2 separate regions of the Mus musculus genome follow, and region 2 is linked to region 1. A link is a contact called in public HiChIP or PLAC-seq data. All regions are on one chromosome and are shown on one strand. The core of a region is the stretch at or near the end of the contact, and the rest is flanking DNA. Distances in the headings are between cores, read along the strand shown.

The links. HiChIP or PLAC-seq counts read pairs in DNA pulled down with a chosen protein or histone mark.
Region 2: an H3K27ac HiChIP or PLAC-seq map of hepatocytes shows a contact between it and region 1, with 6 times the contacts expected there. The contact joins two enhancer-like sites. A contact is called at or near these places in 10 of 484 Hi-C or Micro-C datasets (embryonic stem cells, liver, nephron progenitors and 2 more) and 1 of 115 datasets of contacts at active chromatin or transcription factors (hepatocytes).

The regions. Positions count from the first base shown.
Region 1 is chr13:39,438,914-39,443,856 of GRCm38.p6, forward strand. No RefSeq gene overlaps it. Among named protein-coding and RNA genes, the nearest start is that of Gm32243, 210 kb to the right of the region's middle. Within about 2 kb of position 2,753, at least 9 of the 459 cell types and tissues checked have an H3K27ac peak or open chromatin away from gene starts, as enhancers often do. A contact at or near this core is called in hepatocytes and liver, where this site is marked.
Region 2 is chr13:39,661,427-39,666,256 of GRCm38.p6, forward strand. No RefSeq gene overlaps it. Among named protein-coding and RNA genes, the nearest start is that of Gm32243, 16 kb to the left of the region's middle. Within about 2 kb of position 2,890, at least 3 of the 459 cell types and tissues checked have an H3K27ac peak or open chromatin away from gene starts, as enhancers often do. A contact at or near this core is called in hepatocytes and liver, where this site is marked.

The DNA of each region.
Region 1 (4,943 bases), core at 1,503-4,002:
GAAGAAGAAGAAGAAGAAGAAGACAATGAAGAAGACAATGACAAGAAGTGGGGTCTTTTGTCTTTTTTCCCCTGGAGGCTAACCACTACTTCGCTGTGGCCCTGAAAGAGCATGTTTCTGTTCCCGACCATTCCACAACCTTTCCCTTGAACACCTAGTAGACTTGTGAATAAAGTATGTTAAGAATGAACTTTCCTTGTGCCCTGAGCCCTTACCTGTAAAAGGTACCGAAAGGGATCCTTAACAGTCTCACTTACTTCCTTTGTACCCATTTCTCAGATGTGTACCCTGTGTAGGTGCCAGCTACACTGTGGCCATTGGAGTAACCCATTTCTTCCCTGTTTATTCATCTTAGTTGCCATGGGGTATTAACTCTTAACTGAGTTCTAGAAAAGACAATATTGCAGAAAATTCCTCTTCCTGCCAACTTCATATAATGAAGGCTAAGAGTCTCCAATAGGACACCAGTAGGAGATGGGACATAACTAGGTTAGCAGAGCTCTACTCTCAAGAATGAGATCAGCCTGCTTCTTCCAGATTTTATCTGCAAGGTCAGAACACAGGAGAACTGTTTGTTCATAAGCTTTCTGGTTTTGTATAAGTTATGACAGTGGTCCAAGCTGAATAAGACAGGCCACGCTTCTCATGAGGTGTAGAGCAATTCTCTCTGTAGCTTTCCACACATCTAGGAGATGATTCCAGGGAGATGGTCTAATTCTAGCTTCACACGCAATATTGTCTAACGAAAAGGAATACCGTGTCATTCATTCACTCTACAAAGACTTCCCAGGCACACCCAAAGAAAACTCCTTGTGAGTTTCCAAAGGCGTGGACTCCACGGTGAAAGAGTAATGTTCAAAATTCATTACCACGGCACCAGGAAGGAAAAGGAGTGGCCGCTAATCCCCATCTGAAGACCAGAGCAGAGCAGTGGTTTCAACCTCCCTAAGGCTGCAACCCTTTAAAACAGTTCTTCATGTTGTGGTGACCCCCAAACCACAGCATTATTTTCATGGCTACTCCATAACTGTAGACGGATTGTGTTCAAATCCCATATTTATTGCTAACTGATGGGAACTTAAGTAATGTAAGAGTACTGATTAGTTTTTGTCAACTTGACCCAAGCTTGATTCATCTGGGAAGGGGGCGGGGGGAGGGGCGCTCAGAAAATGCTTTCATCCCATTGGCCTGTAGGCAAGTCTGTGAGGTATTTTCATTAACCATGATTGACATGGGAGAGACAAGCTCACCTGGGCAGGTGGTCTGTGTTATATAAACAAACAAATTGAATGAGCCAGTGCAGAAGTCAGTAAGCAGCCCTCCTCCATGTGCTCCACTCAGTCCCTCCCTCCAGGTTCCTACCTCGAGTTCCTACCCTGAAGTCTGATGAGGAAGATTGGTGAGAGTAAAGAAACCTTTCCTTCCTCCTGTGTTGCTTTTGCTTGTGGTATTTATCACAGCAAGAGAAAAAAAAATTGTGTCTCACTCAGTCTCTCTAACTTTCGGTTTAGCTCTTTTTTTTTTTTTTGTTCAAATAGGGACACGGGTGACAATGGTCAGTTCCTAGAGTTGGGTGATCATTAACTATCATTGAAGCCAAGCACACATATAATATCCGAGGTTCTTCGGAACAGTAAAATGTACTTTGCGCTGTCCCTGTAAGGACTCCGAGCGCATGAACAGTAGGAAAGACTAGATTGGAATCTCTTTGACTTGTGTTCATGGGTAGTACATTGCCCCAGCTCATAGGTATCAATTACGTATGGGGATACCTAAGTTTGTTTTCCATTGCTGGCTACGCAGAGCGGAAGATGTGAAACCCGCTTTGATTAACCAAGAAAACCTACGTGGTTGTGAGTACGTGGAAGATGACATCACATTCTGGATTAAAATGGGGGTGAAGATGAGGGGGCAGGGGAGGGGTTTCAGTAAGTTATAGATCAAAGCTACTCAGTGTCCTGAGGACACATCGGCTGTAGAACTCACTTCTTCCCTCAAAAAAATAGCTGTGGCAGTGTTAAGTGCCAGCTTGGAGTTTCCAGTGTGTATTTTCTGGCCAGGGGTATAATTTTTATTCCTGTTTATTGACTAAGAGCTGCTCCATTTGCTGAGCTAACCACGTCGTGAGGCCGTGGGGCGCCTTGTGGTTTCGCCTGCAGTACACACAGCTCTCCCATAGATGGCGGCATTTCACAAACAACCTCCCATGGCAGCCTCCTAATCTGTTGACAGGATTAGGGACCCCTGTTGTTTTACAGGAAGTAAATAAATCCTTCTGGTATTCTGAAAACCTCAGAAGTGTTTGCGAGTGGTAAGGAATTGTTTATTCTGTGGCAAATGGTATCAAATGAATATTTACAGCGTTTAAAGCAATTATTCCAGATTGAAGTGGACCCCTGCTAAAGCCCAGCCTGTTCCCCTTGCCTAGTTTAGAGGCTCTGCTACAAACGCCCCGCAAATATTTGTGTTTTGTCCACCGAGTTTCTGGCTGCCATAGGTAGGAGTGAATCTCTGCCCTAAGAAAACGGGGATAGAGATGGTCTTCGCTTTCTAACCAGATGTAGAAACTAAAACAAATTCTCAAATCGTGTAAAATATAAGGCATACGGTGGTGTAACTACAGAGAATAAACAGAATAAAAGATATGCATGCAAGGAAGAAATAACCAAGTAGTGGGTATGTTTAAGCAAAGGGTTAAAGCCAGCTTCAATCCATTGACATTCTCAGTGTTGGATGATGTTAAGGTGTCTGGTCATAAGCTGGGGCGTGGCTTTCTCTTTCTCTTTCCGTTTCCTTTCTCTGTTCTTCTCCACTCACCTCCTCCTCCCTCCTTTCTTCTTTGTCCGTATTCCCTAAGATAGATTGTCCTTGTTGTTATTTGTTTGTTTGTTTGCTGTCACCCAGACTGACTTCAAACTCAGTGTCTTCAACCCTCAGCCTCCAGAGACAGAAATTTCAGACCTAAAATACCAGAGAAAGTTCACTTTCGTTCTTATCCACGTGTCTTTGCGTGTACTGTATGGGGCGGGGTGTCCACATGTGCGTCGGGGTGTCCACGTGAGCCTGTGAAGGCGAGCCGTCCACGTCACGTGTCTTCCTCCACAGCTCTATACTGTTTACAGCAGGGTAGGTCAATTGTTCGTGGAGCTCTGATTGGCTGTACTGACAGTTCCCAGGATCCTCCTGGCTCAGGCTCCCAGAGCTGAGTTTGCAGACACAATTAGCGAACAGAGTTTTTTTTAAATGATGCTGGGGATCTGAACTAAGATCTTCACACTTGCACTACCAAGCACTTTATCCACTAAGCCAGTCCCGGTCCCTCATCGGTACCCTTACGTGTACTTTAGACATATTTCGTGATACAATAATGATACAAATAATTATCTATTAATGAGACTACCAGTACGGCAACTAAATTATTGTATTTATTAAATGTCTCAATGTTCTTGGATGCATTATATTTTCTTTTTTTTCTTCTAATTTTATTTTTTACTGCTCAATTTATTCTATCTTTCAACACATTGAGGATTTTTCTAAAAATTTCCATCTGCGATACAGTTTTAAAAGTTCCCTTTCCCTTTCAAGTCTGTAATGGATTGTCTATCTGCAACACATCTGTGAAAACATCTTAAATTCTCTCTCTCAAACCCAATTAAAGGGTAGTTACGACGAGAGAGGCTAAGGCGATGGCTCAGCCAATACAAAGCCTGTGGTGTGTGTACAAGGACCTGCTCTGGATCTCCAGGACCTACGGGAAATCCAAGACTTGGAGGAGGAGGAACAGAAACAGGCAGATCCCTGATGCTTATTTATCAGACAGGCACACCAACACCATGACCTTCAAGTTCAACGAGACACACCTGTCTAGAAATATAGAGGTAGAAAGTTAGGGGTAAAGACATTTGACGCTGACCTTAGTCTTCCACGTGCACACACATAATACCATACATACAGCACCCTACACACAACACAACACACAAACCAACAGACCCACTAAGGAACAATTAGAAATATTGAGGTGGATTGTTTCTGTTTGCGACAGGATCTCATTGTGTAGACCAGGCTAACCTCAAACTCACAAAGATCCATCTGCCTCTACTTCTCCATTGTTGGGATTAAAGATGTGAACCACCGAGCCTGGCCAAAAATCTTGAGAAAATGCAAAGTCAATAATAGTTTAAGGTGCCTCTTTGAAATCATATTATTACATGTAGGTATGAGATGCAGTCTAATATGTGATTAGGACTAGCATATTTTCAGAAAGCAAGAAGAAAAAAATAAAAGAAGGGAGTTGCTCAACTTTTAAACTTGCTCAAAGTTTAGTAAAAACTCCAAGGATGTACTCTCTGTCTCTCTGTCTCTGTCTCTCTCTGTCTCTCTGTCTCTCTCTGTCTCTGTCTCTCTGTCTCTGTCTGTCTCTGTCTCTCTGTCTCTGTCTCTCTCTGTCTCTCTATGTGTTTATATATATATATATATATACACACACACATACATACATATTTATATGTACATATATCATATATATGCTATAAACAAAAATTCCTGAATATGATTTGCTTTGCCCTTTACATGTATGTTCATGTAAATATAATTAAAATCACAAGAGAAGTCGTTTCCTCTTGAGGGCTGGGAATAAAGAGCACCTGAGCAGTTGCTCCATATTCATGTGCTCTTCTCTTTATCAGAGTTTGGCAGAGTTCAGTGTCCACCCCTGACATGACCTTCTGGCTGGGCTGTCTATACTGCTTTCTGATCTGCATGTGATCTGGGAAACATTTCTGATCCTGTCTGCATTTCTAAAATAACCCGGGCACTTATTGTTCCAGGTACCTAGGTAGACTCCCTCCTTGGTTACCGATCCCCTGTGACATCTTATTTCTTCCTGTTTAGTGTGTTAGGCATGGCTCAGTGCCTTTGGTCCTCCATCAGCACTCCGCATTTTG
Region 2 (4,830 bases), core at 1,640-4,139, 220 kb after region 1:
TGTCAGTAAGTTTTAATCTGAAGACAGGGTTAAGGCTGGAGCTATAGCTCACTGGGGGATTTCTTGCCTAGACCTTTGTACTATGCCCTGTAAACACACACACACACACACACACACACTCACACAGACACATCCACACAAACACACAGACAGATACACACACACCCCAACACACATGCTCTCTCTTTCTCTTCCTCTTTCTTTCTCTCTCTCTCTCTCTCTCTCTCTCTCTCTCTCACACACACACACACACACACACACACACACACAATTGAAAAAAACAGCCAAGGCACTAAAAATGGATTCTTAAATCATTTTATAAATGCAAATAACTATATAAGAACTTGTAAATCTTAGCAAATTTCTAGGAGTGTCCTGACATCTGTTAAGCAAATGATTCTCAAACTTAAAATTCCTCATAGAAACTTGTCAAGTACTTATTCAAAAATGAATACTGAGCCCTCAAAGAGTGCTGATGCTTGCCCATGAAAAATGAACTAGCAAGACAGAGGACAAGTTTTTCCTTGATATTGCATTTTGGAATGGGTCACATGATCAAATGTCGTCCAATGGCTTTAGGCTGCTTTCAAGTTATAAATGGTTCTGCAAAGAACATGTGGCAGACACTCTGTATGAAGTGTGTTCTGATTCACATGAGACTAAGGGTGTCCCATCTGGGACTGTGAGGACAGGCAATAGTAAACAGAAATGTTATATTTTATGTTTAAGAGCCCCGCAAATTTGACATCTGACTTTACTTCAAGTTAATGCTGTATGATCAAAACTATACTCTTTCACATGACTGCAGTCCAGTACTTGGAAGCTAGAGGCAAGAGGGTCAGTAGTTGAAAGTCAGCCTCGTCTATACTTCAAGTATTAAGACAGCCTGAGCTACAGAAGAGTATCGCTCAAAAGCAAAACAAATTACTGACATTCTCTTGTTAAATATTGGATAATGATTGGTGACTCAGGCAGCAAGTATCACTTCGTCTGTGGAAACCAAGAATGTCTCCTTATGCCAAGAGAGAGACAATCCCTTCCATGGGCAAACCCACACACAGTCAGGAGTCAGTGTTCACTCTTCTACAAAAATTATGCCTAGAAAGACACAGGTTTTACTAGAATAGAAATGAATATGTTATTTTTTTTTTATCACAGTAGCAAAGTACCCATGATAATCAAATTAAAGAGTAAGAAAGAATTATCTGGGGTTGGAATATTTTAGTTCCTCACCAAGTAGCTTTTCTGGTTTTAGTCCAAGAGGAGGCAAGCACAGTCTGGTGCCGAGTACACAGTGGATCTATGTATGCTGCCTGCTTCACTCTGACCAGGAAGTATGAAGAGTGTCTTAGTCAGGGTTTCTATTCCTGGACAAAACATCATGACCAAGAAGCAAGTTGGGGAGGAAAGGGTTTATTCAGCTTACACTTCCATACTGCTGTTCATCACCAAGGAAGCCAGGACTGGAACTCACGCATGTCAGAAAGCAGGAGCTGATGCAGAGGCCATGGAGGGATGTTCTTTACTGGCTTGCCTCCCCTGGCTTGCTCAGCCTGCTCTCTTATAGAACCCAAGACTACCAGCCCAGAGATGGCACCACCCATAAAGGACTTTCCCTCTTGATCACTAATTGAGAAAATGCCTTACAGTTGGATCTCATGGAGGCATTTCCTCAGCTGATGCTCCTTTCTCTGTGATAACTCCAGCTGTGTCAAGTTGACACAAAACTAGCCAGTACAAAGAGAAACAGGAAGAAACCAATATCCATGATCCCCTTTAAGGTCACCTCTAGTGATCCAACTTCCCTGACTGAGTCCCCTTCCCTAATGTACGTCCTTCTCAAAGGTTCCTCTACCTTCCAAAAGCACCTGAACCTAAGAATCGTTCAATTCATGGGCCTTTGAGGGACATTTACGAAACAATAATAATGGGCTTTCCTACTTAATAGCAAGATGTTCATAACTAAGGCTAATTCATTCTTGAATCCATTTGCAAAGAAGTAGGAATATACAGTTGATCCTCCAGTTGAAATCTGTGTGTTGGCATCACATTTATGATGCTGGCTTTGCTGTATTCAAGTTTGGAAGAAAATAAGTAAATGACTTAAATATAAAGAAAAGATCACTTGTTCCCAGACTCTCTGAGACACTAACAGATGGGATCCCTTCTCCATTATGTACAGACACACTTAAAAAGGGTCTCCATACTCAAGGTCCTCTGGATGATGGGGCCCATCATTATACAATATGATACCTCTGCCATGGAAATGAAGATTGTGGAGCTATTCACGCTTTCCATCAGCAGTGCCTTAGTGCAGGTATAGGGATTCTCAGAGCTGCAACTCATTCTTCACACAGTATTGCTGGGGAGTGTCTATTTTCCTCCAAGGAAAAGCTCCGTAGGCAGCCGCCTCTCTAGCAGACCATCTCTGTTGATTTCCTTGGGCCTCACTGTGATTACTTGCAGCTGGGCTCCATTGCAGCAACATTTTTATATCGTGTACAAGATTAGAGCAAACAAATACTCTGACTACAGTATTCTCCAATTACATTAATTTTATCCACTGATGTCTTTATTTCCTTCCTTTCCAATTTAGATCTGTAATGTGAAAATTGGCCCTATTTTTGTGCCTATTATGATGCTCTGAACCTGCTCTTTCTTCCCACATGGTGCTCATTGCAAAACAAGACTTCACAGACAGACTCTTCTAATGGGAACAAGGGGACTGCGCCCCCCTCCCCTTTTAAACTGAAGAATCCCAGAGTTGCACAGTAAACTTTCCAGATTTTGAATTGGAGGAACTTGCTCCAAATGCCCACCAGGAAGACATGGATGACAGTGGGGATCAACTCTGCAGCCCAAACAGTTAATCCTTTCACCTTAGGACAGAGTCCATGGTAGTTGGATTGGATTAAATGGAGAAAGCTGGTGAGAAAATCACAGAGTGGAGCAAGCAAACAGTGACTGGACGGTTTTTTTGTTTTTTTGTTTGTTTTTTTAAAAAGGTTAAAAAAGAAACAAAACAAAACAAACAAACATACAAAAAGACCGAGAGATGAGAGGCGTAAGAACACAGGATTTGGGAGTAGGCCAAAAGTGATGTTGAATGTACATAATGTAAATAGTAAGGGTGGCCCAGTCTGTCCTATAATCTCTCCTTTAACAACCTAACTAACTAACTAACTAATTAATTAATTAATTAGTGTGTGTGTGTGTGTGTGTGTGTGTGTGTGTGTGTGTAAACACAATTGCAGCTGTGCCACGTCATGTGTATACAGGTCAAAGACTATCTCTGTAGAGTCAATGTTGTTCTCCTTTCACCTAGGGTTCTGGTGAGCCAACTGAGGTCATTAGCCCTGGAGACAAGTACTTTTGGAGGCTAAGCCAGCCAGCCAGCCCTGTCATCACTTGTGCTGTGACTTATGACAGAGCATGTAAGGTTTCTTCTGAGAATCAGTGTTTTCCTGGAGGAAGAAATGAGAAAATATCAACCACACACACTCAGGACTGAAAAACTCCAAACCTTAAAGGTACATTAAAATTGTACTCGATTTTTAAAAAAAGATTTATTTATTATTATGTGTAAGTAGACTGTAGCTGTCTTCAGACACACCAGAAGAGGGCGTCAGATCTCATTATGAGTGGTTGTAAGCCACCATGTGGTTGCTGGGATTTGAACTCAGGACCTTCAGAAGAGCAGTCAGTGTTCTTACCCACTAATACATCTCACCAGCCCCTGTACTGATTTTTTAAAAAGAAATATTTTTATTATGGATATATGTATGTGCGGGAAGGTTTACACATGAGTGCATTTGCCTGTGGAGTCAAGAAGGGCATCAAACACCCTGGAACTGGAGTTACAGATGGGTGTGAGTTGCCCTATATGGGTGAGTTGCCCTATATGGGTGCCAGGAGATGAACTGTGGACCTGTCAAGAACTGGATGTGCTTGCAACCACTAAGTTATCTCCTCAGACTTGCAGCCATATTTAAGATTAAAGAACTGGTAAAAAAAAAAAAATAGAAAAAAAAAAAAAAAAGAACTGGCTGTGTATAGGGCTTCTTCACTCCTAAAATTCAACATTAGGACCTCGGAAGACTGTTACATGTTTGAGAGTAACCTGGGCTATAGAGTAAGACTCTATCTCAAAACACCACTAAAGAAAATTCAAGAAATAAAAATATTCAAATATGTGTCAATTCCTATATTGTAGGGCTCATAAGCATATATTTTTTAATTATTTAGTTGAATAAGTGCCAATGAATTTAACTTTCTAAAGTATTGAACAATATTTTTTATGGTCTACTGCTATATAATAGGAACTATGTAAACATTCCAGATAGTTTGATGCAAAGCTGTCATCTAATTCTGTGCAATAAACATTTAGAAAATAGATGAGATTAATATTTTGCTTACATTAAGAAAATGTTTATAGGAGCAATCGCCATAAACCTCAAACTTTGTGTAAGAACTCTGCATTAGCTGAGCCCACCATTTTCTGGGTGATTCTGATATTTCTACTTTAGCGGGGAGAACCCATGACTTCTCAGAAAGTGAACACTTGTGTAAGATCTGAGTGACTCCACAGCTCTCTCTGTGAGTGTGTTCACATACACATGTGTGCTTTTAGTATTATGTATATTGAGAAAGAACAGTGACTCCAACATCTGTCTATATCTGATGAGACTGTCAGAAAAATTGTACTTCAAAAATGTAGTGACTGAACTATACAAAAGTACCATAAAGAATGCATATGCTTCGTTTGTTTGAGTTGAGGTCTAGTGTACCCCAAGCTTTGCTAGTATTTGCTAGGTAGCTGAGGATAACTTT